Regions from separate parts of the Bactrocera dorsalis genome. Here region 1 is linked to region 2. A link is a contact called in public Hi-C data. All regions are on one chromosome and are shown on one strand. The core of a region is the stretch at or near the end of the contact, and the rest is flanking DNA. Distances in the headings are between cores, read along the strand shown. Region 1 holds the start of LOC105224774 (ephexin-1). Region 2 overlaps LOC105224774 (ephexin-1).

Evidence for each region. A called contact is a pair of places that touch in the nucleus more often than the background predicts.
Region 1: a Hi-C map of whole body shows a contact between it and region 2, with 5 times the contacts expected there. The contact joins the promoter of LOC105224774 here to the enhancer-like site in region 2. A contact is called at or near these places in 2 of 2 Hi-C or Micro-C datasets (both in whole body).

The regions. Positions count from the first base shown.
Region 1 is chr5:31,345,446-31,351,621 of ASM2337382v1, forward strand. It overlaps LOC105224774 (ephexin-1), which reads right to left and starts at 3,311. Exons shown (of 9, transcript XM_049458275.1): 1 at 1,995-3,311.
Region 2 is chr5:31,283,010-31,289,336 of ASM2337382v1, forward strand. LOC105224774 (ephexin-1) reads right to left here. Exons shown (of 9, transcript XM_049458275.1): 2 at 2,398-6,327. Among protein-coding and RNA genes, the nearest start is that of LOC105224773, 44 kb to the left of the region's middle. Within about 2 kb of position 2,577, the one cell type or tissue checked has open chromatin away from gene starts, as enhancers often do.

The DNA of each region.
Region 1 (6,176 bases), core at 2,061-4,560, 63 kb after region 2:
ATAATGAATGCAAAGCGGAAACACCATCCGGTATCGCACAAAGTAAAATGTTTAAAATATCAGAACTTTACTTCGTATGTTAATAATTTATAATTGCTGTGATAAGCTATTTTGAACTAAACGTGAAATAAATGCTTAAGTCAGCTTTGAAAACTTCTACTAAAATGACCCGAAAAATTCTTTTGTCTGAGGCTGCCTAAACAAATACTGAGATACATTCAATAGCCTACATAGTGAACTAGTGCTACTGGGAGCGAGTGGAAATTAGTGAACCCCGATGTTCACGCTTAATGGCCTCATATTGATGACAGCCGAACTTACAAGTTTAGACAACTGATATGCTTGTATTCACGTATTCACTGTTCAATAAAAAAACGAATTCTTATCACCTTGAAACTCATCACAAACCGATATTGAGGGGTAGATACTTCCGGCTATCATCAGTTTGACCAAATTCGGACATTTTTCGCTATCTTAAAAAGTTGGTCAGCTTAAAAAATATACAAGTATGCGGCGTAGTAGTAAGAATGCTTTAAAACAAAATGAGATCGGAACTAAAAAAATTTCCTGCAGGGTACATCATCGCATGTGTATGTATACACATACATATATGTATATGTATAACTGTATACACAAATTGATAGTGCTTCGGAGAATTGAAGTTAAATTAATTTGATAACTTCTTATCAACAATTGCGAGAATGTGAATTCCATAAGTATGAACAAGTAAATCACTTCACAATAATACATGCCACGTTGAACCCTTCTCTCTACTATATTTATGCCTCTAATCATCATGCCGCGACAATAACATTGCAAAGAGTATTTGAGATACTATTTATTTCCCAACCTTTGCTTTGAAAATCCTTCCGACGGCATTAGTTTATTCTTGTTTCACTTGGGAGTGGCCAGAAACGATTATTTTACATATGGCTCAAGCAGCTCACGACTTTCGGTCTTAGATAAAGTATCCTCTGAGTAGCCAAAAAACAAGCGTTTGAACGCGAGCTAAAGTGAGAAGGCGAAACATCCCTTCCCAGGGTTGTGCGTTGGGTTTGGGATTCACCACATCCAAAAACACTCTGAAGGAAAAGAACAAATCAGCCTCGGTTGAGAGACTCCCCTTTAGACCTTATGTGAAAAAAAGCCCACCTTCAGCTAACTGATTGGACCAAATCTTCGTCGATTTCAAAGCTGTTTTTTACAGTGCGAAAAAGATCTGTTTTTATGCCACTATGTCTGACAAAATCTGATGAGTCGACGTTACAAGTTTCCGGGAGAAAGGTACTGCGGAAGATTTATGGTCCTTTACGCATTGGCAACGGCGAATACCGCAGTCGATGGAACGATGAGCTGTACGAGATGAAAACACTCCAACTCTTAGGGTATTGGATGCAGTAGACGCCGGAGAAGCAGAGGAAGCGAAAGACATCGACACCATTGTAAAGATCAGATGCAGAAAGAATCTTGGAATCTCTTTCACACCAAGAAGCTGTTGGAACCACTATGGCATATGTATAGCTGCCATACAAACCGAACGATCAGAATCAAGTGTTTGTATAGACCATTTTTCCACATGAGGAGATATTTTAACGAAATTTTCATGAATTTATATTGTTCAAGGCAATGAAGCAATCTCCGAAGAAATTGTTCAAGTCCGAGCACAATAGCACTGGCGTACAAACTGACGGATCACAGTTCTTGTTAGGGATGTTTTGCAATTGTGGAGGGTATTACAGCTTCGATGAACCGATGTTAACGTGTTTTTTACAATTATTACTACGAATTAAAACTATTACTGCGTTTCAGAAAAAATAAAGATTTTGAAGCACGTTTCAACCACACCTTCTCAGAATTAAGAGCATTGAACAAGCATGAACCATTTACACCCACTGAGGGTATAGGAAATTTGAAAAATTCGAAAATTATTCAATAGACGATAAGTGCAAATATCTATGTGGTATATATAGTGTTTATTTTCTTTGTATACTTACATTGTGAATAATTGATTTCCTATTACAGGCAACGGCAAATAAATCACAGCAAAATACAAAGAACTGAGCTGCTTACTCGCTACGTCAATTACGTCAATTCAATTACACAAAAACTAACTTTGAAAACTATACACACACAAACACAATTATTAAGGCAAATTTCTGTGAAAAAAAACACAATTTAACATAGTGCGGTTTTCAGCACAATTATTACTTAAAACATCAGTAGCACTTGTTTCTTGTAGGAAAGTATAGGGAAACTTTATTGAACTTGCAGAAGCGTACGCAAATCTCACAGACTGAAGAAACTGAAGTTACACTTTTTTAAAAGTATGTATGTATGAATATATTAATGTACGAATTCTGCCTTCCGGTCCAGCAATTGCTGCGAACCGCAATTTTGGCTGCTGCGAATATTTTATGAAAAAATTATGTGGACACTTTTGGTTCATGCAAAGACGGACAAAACTTCCCGAACAGGTATTTTTGCGCAATCAAAACGCTTTTGACTTTTCTATTGCAGACATACATATTTACATGTGTAAACACATGATGAACTAAACGGCAGATTAATATTGCCGCAGACGCATTGAAAGTGACAGTTACTGTCACCGGTTTTCAATTTATTGTTTGTTTTTTTTTTATGCACAAAAGTAGGTAAGTGGCGACATGGCAGGCGGATCAGTGATAGTAATCTCGTCACAAACTTCACTCAGCACTTCAACTCTGCACAATCTTTTTAAATTATTTTTCACTTTTTTATTTTCAAAATTTTTCTTCATTCATTAAACCACAGATGTACTTATGTATGTATGTATGCTTGAATATAAGTAGTACATTGTGGCAAATATCAAAGATGAAAGTAAAGATCGGCTGAGTAACGCGCGTTGGCAGCCACACTGATTTCGTTGGTTGATGCTGCCGTTGCCACTTGACGGTTGACGATTAACAGCACCGCGCGCCTGCGCTCAACCAATCCGGCACGGCGCGCTATGGATCAACCAGTTTCGCGGTCGTCAATGCAACGCACTCGCGCGCGCAGTGACTTCTTACACACATACACAAAAACAAAAACACTTTCACGTTCACTTTTCAATCAACGCTCATCAATAATACAACACAATTAATTGCAACAATTGCAATGTTAATGCGATCACTTATTTTCCAATTCGCAATTAAAACGCACCAATAATTCATGAAAATACACAATTTTGCTTCAAAATCAGTATGAATCCGTAAGATAAACAGAATTAACGCGCGGCTACTCGATAAGCGCGCCGTTTCGTGCGCTGTTCGCCGTCCGTTGCAAGACTGAAGTGCGATCCGTAAGAAAACTGTAACTGAAAGTACACAACGGCGACGCAAACGCCGCGCCATTCACCGCTCACCGCCGTTTGTCCTATATGCCTTTTGCCTACGCTCCGCGCTGTTAAGGCAACCGACGTTCGTTCGCAATGTTAATGACGATTGCAAATACACAAACAAAAGAAACTCTATCAGCAACAACACCAACGCTTGCAATACCAACAACCATGAGACGATGGAGACGACAGCGACCGCGTTGCTTGAGAAGCTTCATTGTTTTCGCTTAGCGCTGGAAATGTTATTATATTTCACCCGATTGTTGTTGTGGACTTGAGTCTGATCGCGCTTGCCATTGCGTTCGGTGAATAGACGAGGCAGCGTTTGGCCGCTCGATAGCCACTCATTCTTATTGCGAGCGCTTGGTGTTGGTGATTAAGACGGCGGCGCCGATGACGCTAACAATGCGTTCAACTTCATCGGCGCGCCGTTTTGAGTGATTGTCGAGCGCGGCGTGCTGTTTGCTGTATCGTGAAAAAGTAATAATCAACAGAAAACGTTAACAAGTCGACATACATACCCTACGAATTCATACGCTCACACGCATTTGTTGAGCTCACATGCGCTCACCATTAAAATCATATTAATCGCTTTGAGCAAAAGTTCCATAAGAATTGAAAAAATTTGAACTTAAAGAAGTTAACAATGGTAAAAAAGCTCTCATCCGGTGAATTGTTTATTCCAAAATGAGACTTTTTTATCTGATTCAAAGAAAGTATATAGTATTTGTACAAAAAATATGACGCCTAGTAGTAGTAAGTAGATTTAAGTTGTGCTATCAAACAATTGTTCACAGTATCGAAGGTGCGGTAATTTTTTCTTCAAATACGCATGCCTATAAAGAAAGTTTCACACTTTTGAGTCCGGTCTTCAATTTCACTTAGTCGTGATTATAGTATTGCTTTAAATTAACGCTTCCGCACCTACCTGTAGAAGAAAGTACTATTTAGATTAGGATGAACCTACTAAGATTAAAAATCGAGTATAAATCAGGGTAAATGCCCCAACTTTTTTCGATTGCTTCACTTTTGTAAAGTGGAGCAATCTAGGCTATGTTATTCTTTTATCTCTTGTCTTTGAATGACTGAACATAGATCTTAATTAATTCTAAATCCATTCATTTCGAGGTTTCCTACTTTTTCAAAGAAAAAAATACAGAAACTTCAAATTTAATGGGAAATGTTTATTATCATTCGAAAGAACATTTCTGCTTTTATATTTTTTGAGGATTATCTCTTTTAAATGTGAGCCGCGGTTACGTCTCATATGGTCTCTTGAATCACTTCAGGTAGCTCTGCGGCAATTTTGCTTATTTTTATACCCATTTAGCCAGAAATGGGCTATATCGCTGAACAAAATTTGGCTTTGTCAGTCCGAGTTGCTACGAATGCCGCCAAATCGAGTATTGTAGTTTGCGTACACCCTGAGCTATAACTGACCAAAGATCTTATTTCTGTAGCAATGTAAATGTGATTACTGTATTATGTTGTATTGTTACCTTATTTTCATGTTACTTGAATAAGCCATCCTGTTGTACTTTTGAATTTGTATCATACCTTATTTTAATGTTACTCGAATAAGCAACCCTGATGTAATTTTTAAACTTGTAACTGGCGACATGAAAGTGAGAAAAAATAAAGAAGAGTCAGTTCGGATGCAACCACGAAACGAATCGGTCTTCCTACATTTCTAAGTAAGAAATACTTTGTTTATAATTGGTAATCTAAAAGGGGAGAGAAATCTGTAAATTTAGAGGCAGCCCTAGGCGGACATAAAAGTTTGAAGTTAAAGAGAAGCATTACGACGAAAATTGTTGTCAAACCCAAGAAGAGCTCACAGGATATTTGGGAGTGACTCAGGCAGCCATTCCAGCACATTTAAATCAAGAAAATTAGGTGCTATAGGAATTAAAACCATGAGACGTTGAAAAATGGTTCCACTACGACAACCGTAAATGTAAAAAATCATATGTGAAACCTCGGAGGGTTGCTCCAATCAATAGCAAAGCCGAATATCCTAGATACAAAGATAAACCATCGTATTTGGTGGGGTCAGAAGTACCCGTTGTATTAAGAGTTTCTAAAAGCGATACCGACAACAATTCATCAAACTAATGCGAGTGAAGCTCGGCCTCATGTTGCAAGACCGGTTAAAAACCATTTAGGAAACAGCGGCAGGGAAGTTTTGCCACACACGCTTTGATATAATTGACCAGTTTGAAAGCAATACTCTTCAAATTTATCCAAATTTAGGGAAAATTGACTAGATAAACATATTAATATAATTTGCCATTTCTTTACTTCCATCTTGTACCCTAAATGTAGTACGAACTCAAAAAATCTAATCCAGGAGTGCAGTGGACTAATTCCGTACTTTAGATTTCCATCGATAGGATGAAATTTTACGCTGTTATAATCTTTGACTTTAACAAAGTCAGTTTGGGTTCCATGGCATATTTGACATTTTTGATTTGATTTTGTAACGGTTAAAACATTCAAAACTTTTCCATCTATAACAGTTAAAAACACTCTGAACGTTATTTCGATTATCTTACCAGCTTCGATTTCAACACGTAAGTTTTCATGCTCTTGAATTTGTTTATTTAAGTCAGCAGCTTCTCTTGTTATCACTTCCTTAGTTTCACTCGTGTATTCTCTAAAATCTTGTGGACTGCGGAAAACAATTATTCCAAATGGGGGCTCCCGCGCTACTCAAGAGTCTCAAGGGAATCACTGTTGTGGCCAAAAGACATGCATCAGCATTTCGTGATGTACTTTGATCAAGGAAAGATTGCTAATATTGAGATTGACCAAAGCTGCT
Region 2 (6,327 bases), core at 1,327-3,826:
TTTGAACGAAATATTTTCAAAATAGTGTCCGTAATTATGTCCAGGAATTGCATTTGTATGAAAATAAGAACGAAACCGTTGTGTTCATTAAATTTGTCCAGTTATGGGAGATGGCCGAAAGTGAGGAATGTCCGTGATGGAGAATTTCATTGTATAAACATACTTTGTACGGTCTCCGGAGTTTTCTTTTGAGCATTACAAACATCGTGTTAGACTTAGGATACTCTGCTGACATCAACCGTCAAACAAAGGCAAAGAAGGTGGTGTTTCAATGAAAGAGATTGCATGAATTAGATATGGAATTTCTAACAGTTTCACCACAATCGCCTCATAGGATACCTGCGGTATTTACATCTCCTCAGAACTTCAAACAATGTTCACCTTAGAAGAATTTAAAAGAAAGAAGCGGCAATGACTATATAAGAGTCGAAACTGAAGCTGTGGGCAAAATATAGTAAGACTTTTTAATTTAAATTTCGTGGAAATTTTTTATTTTATTTTGGTATTACTATCAGTGATATATGTATGTGCCAAATTTCACATCAAAAAAATAATTTGTATTTAGTATACGATTGTCTTTCTGAAGTAAATAAAGTGCATTCGGCGATTTTTACGATGAGTGAAATTATTCAACAAAGAAATTCCAGTTTACCAATCAAATATCTGGCACTGAAGCGAAGTATGTTGGAAGAAACCTTCGCTGGTAGTCGTTTGTCGTAAGCAAACAAATTATTCAAAGAGGTTCGAGAACGCGTTGACGACGAACCAGATCCAGGGTGGCCATCAACATCAACTGAAGATCAACATATCAATAAAATACAAAAAATTGGTGCTTGAGAAATTACGCTTAACAATCAAAGATCTTGCTGTCGTCGTTAAAATGTCGGAAGAATCGGTAAAAACTATACTGTATTTTAAGAGAACATTTGCATCAAAGTAAAAGCACGATTGGTTCCAAAATCAATTAATTTTTTTGAACAATGCTTTCCGACTACCAGGATGTCATGAAACGTATTATTATTGGCGATAAGTCTTGGATCTATGCCTACGCCCCGGAAACAGACAGCTGAAAAACCCCAGTCAGAAATCAGGGTTATGTTGGCATTTATTTGAGTGTAATGCGTCGTTTGCGCGAAGCTACTCTTAAAACAAGGCCGAAATTATGGGCCGACAACTATTGGTTTTTATACCAAGATAATGCACCGCCGCATACAGCATTGATTTTTCATGAGTTTTTCGCCAACTTTTCAAACAATATTGTGCCGCAACTACAGTTGCCCCTTATGAGTTCTGACTGTTCAACAAACTCAAACGACCGCTCCGGGGAAACCATTTTGAGTCAATTAAAGACAAATCGCTACGCGCATTAAAGGCTATTCCGGAAATAGACTTCAACAACTGTTTCGAGGATTGGAAAAAACGTTTGAACAAGTGCATTGCGGCCAAAGGGGATTACTTTGAGGTAGACGACATACATACATTATATTTTGAAACATAAATTAAGAATTTTAAAATTATGGACAAGCCTTTACTATTTTTTGCCCACAGTAGTACATAAATTTTTAACTAACTCGATTAATTGAAGGAGATACAAACAGCGGACGGAAAAAATATCATCTTATATGTACAATAAATATACTGTAAATATAGAATTAAAGCGGTTGAAACAATCTGACTAATTACATAGAATAATAATTCAAGTGGCCTAACTGAAAGCGTTGAGTTGAGAAAACGGCTGACCGAAGATTACATTGAAAATTTAGGAGTATGTTAAAGAGTTCTAGGCTGGTTATTTGTGAGGTATATGGTATATACATACAGACATCTAAATGCAATTTCGCAAACAAAATACAAAACAAATGTTAACTGAATACAACCTTGCACTACTTATTTATAACATTTAACTATACACAAAGAATCTTTAGCTGCAGGTACTACCACACTCGTTGATTTGATAAGAAAAAGCCTTATCAGAAAATGATTAAGAATTATTATTAGTGATTACGAATAAATGCAGGAGGTGTAGCGGACGAAGAACGATAGCGAGTCGGAGTTTACAAAAGCGAATATGGAGATATATATATTTATGGGTAGTATACTCGAACTTTGCGGTTTCCCCATACCGCTCATACAAGCATATATAGTCTGTGTATATAGTATATATAAATATATGCACAACAAACATAAACAATGAGAGATAAGATAAGAAGGGTACCTCATTAGACACAAGAAAATTAGCTATTGGCTAATTTAATTTTGGCTTTCGGGAAAACACAACAATTCATCAACAATAATTACTGATTTGAGACACATTCATCAGCAAAAAATCTGCATATGACATTAAATATATGTTTATAAAGAGTTTTAGAAAAAAGAACCAAATTTTTAAATACTTACACAATAAATTGCGGCTTCGCAACTTGCTCTGCACCCTCCGCCTCAGGATCCGATATATCCACCCATTCATCACTGTTGTCACTTATTGCGCCACAATGCGACTGAGTATAGTTTTTGGTACCAGCGTGACCATCACTACTCTCATCACTACCATTATTATTAACACCACCGATGCGCCCGGAAATGCTTGCACTTGATTTTTCCGCCGTCGACGACTGCCTGGAGCCCAGACTACCCGTGCCATAGATCATGCTGGCCGTCACAGACATCTCGTATAAACTATTCGTTTTGTGATCTGATGAAATGGTAAGCGTCGAACCACTACTACTGCCCGTCAAATGGCCGACGACAGTACCGTTACTAATGCGACGGTAATGAGCGATGCTCTCGTAGCAATTAGAGGTGAGAGAAATGTTATCACTAACACATTTTGTTGTAGGGTTGTTGGATTTTTGCGTTGCATTGTCAGCAGTGTGCACCGATTCGTAACAGTGCGAACCCTTAATGGTGTCATAGATGTTCTCATCATCTGCATAGTAATGATGCTCGTCGTCATGATCGTCCATTGCAGGGATTGTGCTATTACTGCTGCTCTTGCTACAACCCGATCTGCTGTTAAGCGTTTTACTGTTTTCGCGAAGGGTCACTGTGTTCTTGCTTGCTGACTTTGGCGAACGCTTTCCTGGCATTGGCGATTTGGGCAGACGACGCTTCGGTTTCGGCAGCTCCGGCAGTTCGTCGTTGGTATTACGCACGTTGCCTACGTTCGTGAAGATTTGTTGCATAAGCTTGCCGCCTGTATTGCTGGAAGTGCTATCGTTTAAAGGCATAGCAGCCGTAGAAAGTGCAGTTGGTATGTCCGGCGGTGGTTCACAGATTTCATATCCGTCGTATAAGGGTTTGCTGTTACTCGCTATTGCCGTGGCAATCGCTTGCGTTAACTGCGTTGTTTGTTCGGCGGAACCCGCTATCGATTCGTAGTCAGCCAAGAGTGCGGCATTTGTGGCCTCAGTCACTATGGGTGTAGTTGTGGCTTTAGCTTCGTCTACAGTTTGGTAAATGTCCTCGAAGAGCTCACTACTTTCTACTAGTGGCTCGGTGAGTTTTTCTACCAAGTCTTCGTTTATTTCTTGCGTTTTCTTTTCTTGTGCTGCCGCTAAACTGTTATAAATGAAGGATTTTGGTGGTGTATACATAACGGTGCATTGTGGTAGTGGATTGGTCGTTATCGTTAAGTTTTTTTCAGTCTTTGTAGTATCACTGTGTCCAGCAATGGGTTCGTACATGGGCTCTGTCGAAGCTCCTGCTTCTTCTGCCGTTTTAACAGTTTCAAGTTCCACCAAAACGGGTTGCACACTTAATGGACGTACCACTTCGCTGTAATCGCATTGCTGACGCAGCAGTGCCTTTTGCTCCGTCATCAGTTGTTCGCCCTCAATACTGTTTACAAGTGACACATTGACAGCCTGAGCTACAATCAGTTTATTATTGGCCACTTGTTTGGTGCTCGCTTGAAATATGAAGGAGTTATTCGGCAGCACACGTTTTTCAAAGTCATCCTCCGGCGAGAGTACAACAGCGGCAGCGTTCTCATCGTTTTGTTCGATTGCGAGATCTTTTAATTTGTGATCGATGATTTCGAGTGCATCGAGTAACTTCGATTCTGGTTCAGGGGTCAGTGTGCCTGCATTAACGGGATTTAAAGTATTATTGTCCGTCTTGATCTCATCAGTCTCTATTGTGGTAGTCGTTGTTGTTTCTATAGTTAATGCTGCGTCTTCAGCTAACTCAGTAACTGGTCGCTGAATTTCTTCAGTCATTGCAGTCGGCGATGTCGGCTGCTTCGAAGACAGTTTCTTGTTACTATGACCGCCAACAAATGGTGACCTAAAACGGAACTTTTCATAAATTTTCGCGTATTTATGTTTGCGTTGCTTTGCCTTCTCATCATTGACGGCGTCGAGTTGGTCATCATGCGATGCGTTGGTCGGCGTTTGTATTATCTCCGCCGTTGTTGGCTTCTCGCTCGACGTTGGTGTTGTAATTGTGACAGTTGCTTTGCTGCTACCAACGGCAGCTAATGGCGTTTTCAGTGTCGCGTCAGTCGTGGGAATGCTAAGCTCAGCTTTTATGGTGGCCTCCGTTATTGCATCAATTGCAACGGGTTCAATTGCGTCCTCTGCCGTCGTCGCCTTAATGCAAATCGTATTGCATTCCACAGCAATGTCTTTATTGCTAGCTGCAAGTGTGTTCGCATCGGTTCTTTCATCATTACTTTTGGATATTCTCATCTCTGGTGCAGTGCTGCTACTGAGGCCATCCAGACATTCAACAAATGCATTCGTACTGTTAACGTTTTGCTGTAGATTATCGCCTTGTCGCTGTTCGACTTCGTTATATGTTTTTGCGTCATCAATGTTGCCGTTGTTACTGTTATTGTATGGCGCGTACGTGCTTTCTACATTTTTTGCGCTTGGCACGTTTAACTGTGACATGCCCAACGGGCTGTTCCAGTTCGATTTTTCATATGCTTCTAGCGGTGTTTTCGACTCTTCAGTTACAACTTCTAATGGCGGCGAGAGTGGCAGCGATAATTGCGCTTTCTTCATTTCGAGTTTCAGCTGCAACTCATTTGTTGTTGTGGGGGTGACATGAAGCTTAAAGTTCTTTGGTACACCGACACTACCGCCATTGTTATTCAGACTATACTGTTGTGCTCTGTTGAGTTCGCGCAGCTTTTGTAGCACATGCGCACTTTTCGCTGGCACCACAGGCTTAGCGGCCTCGGGATTACCTTCGAATTTCATTATGTTTCGCTGCACAGTTGAAGGTCGTGAAGGAGACCCTTCTGATTCGCGTGCACTCCGCGCTGTGCTGGGCAAAATACGTTTGTTACTGTCCAGTGTGGCGTTAGGATTCTGCACCACTTTGTAGACATGTCCGCCGCGTGACATGAGCACACCGTTCTTGCGCTTCACTTCTTCCAGCAGCTTCTTATCTTTTTGTATCATTTCATTGAATTGTTGTGTCAGCTTGGCAACTATATTGCCACCCCCCGGCACCAAAGTGACCGCACTACCACTGCCGCTGCCATTATTGAAGCTATCGCGTTGACTCATCTTGCGAGGCGCATGATATGTGCGCGTGTGTGTTTTAAAACTGTATTTTCGCGCGGATGCTGAGGACGATGAAGAGGAGGCGGTACGACGCGCGCTGCGCCCCCCTATAGTCGCGCCACTAGTTACCGAACCCGACGTTGATAACGTAAGCGAGCCTGATTTATTCGAATCGCTGCTACTGCGTTTCGCCACCGACGTACTCGCTGTTTCACGTTGCGCGTACCGCTTACGACTGGCTGAAAGACGAGGTGAACTGTTGGCAGCAAGCGTATCGGTATCGGAAGACTCGGCAGGGTGTTCGCGCCATTCGAGCGGGGTGGTTGGCGTTGTTGGCTCCATATCATTTGTTGTTGTGACGCGCGTTGCGGTGTTTGCTCTTTCACCGATAACAATTGCGTCACTTGATAACGTTGTGGCTTTTTCATGGCTAATATGGCTATTTACAGTTGCCATTTCTGAATTTTCACGACGCTTCTTTACCATGTCTTGCCTTTTTAGCCAATGTATGCGCTCGCCGCGGTCACTCGCCTGCACTGCTGGAAAGTGCGCATCGTCGTCGCGCGTCTCACTGCTTACGATGCCAGCGGTGACGCGGCGCGCACTCTTGATACGCATGCGCGCCTCGCGCGTCAAATGTTTTGCTGCTTGCTCGGCCGTTTTGTACTTATAAAAGTTGTCCTTCTCCCGATGTAAATAGTGTAGTTCGGACTCGTGCGTCGCTACTGTTAGCGCTTCAGCTTCACTATCAACGCCAACCTGCGTGCAATCGTGTAGGCTGTGCGCGCGTTTTTGGCTCAATCCAATGCCTTCG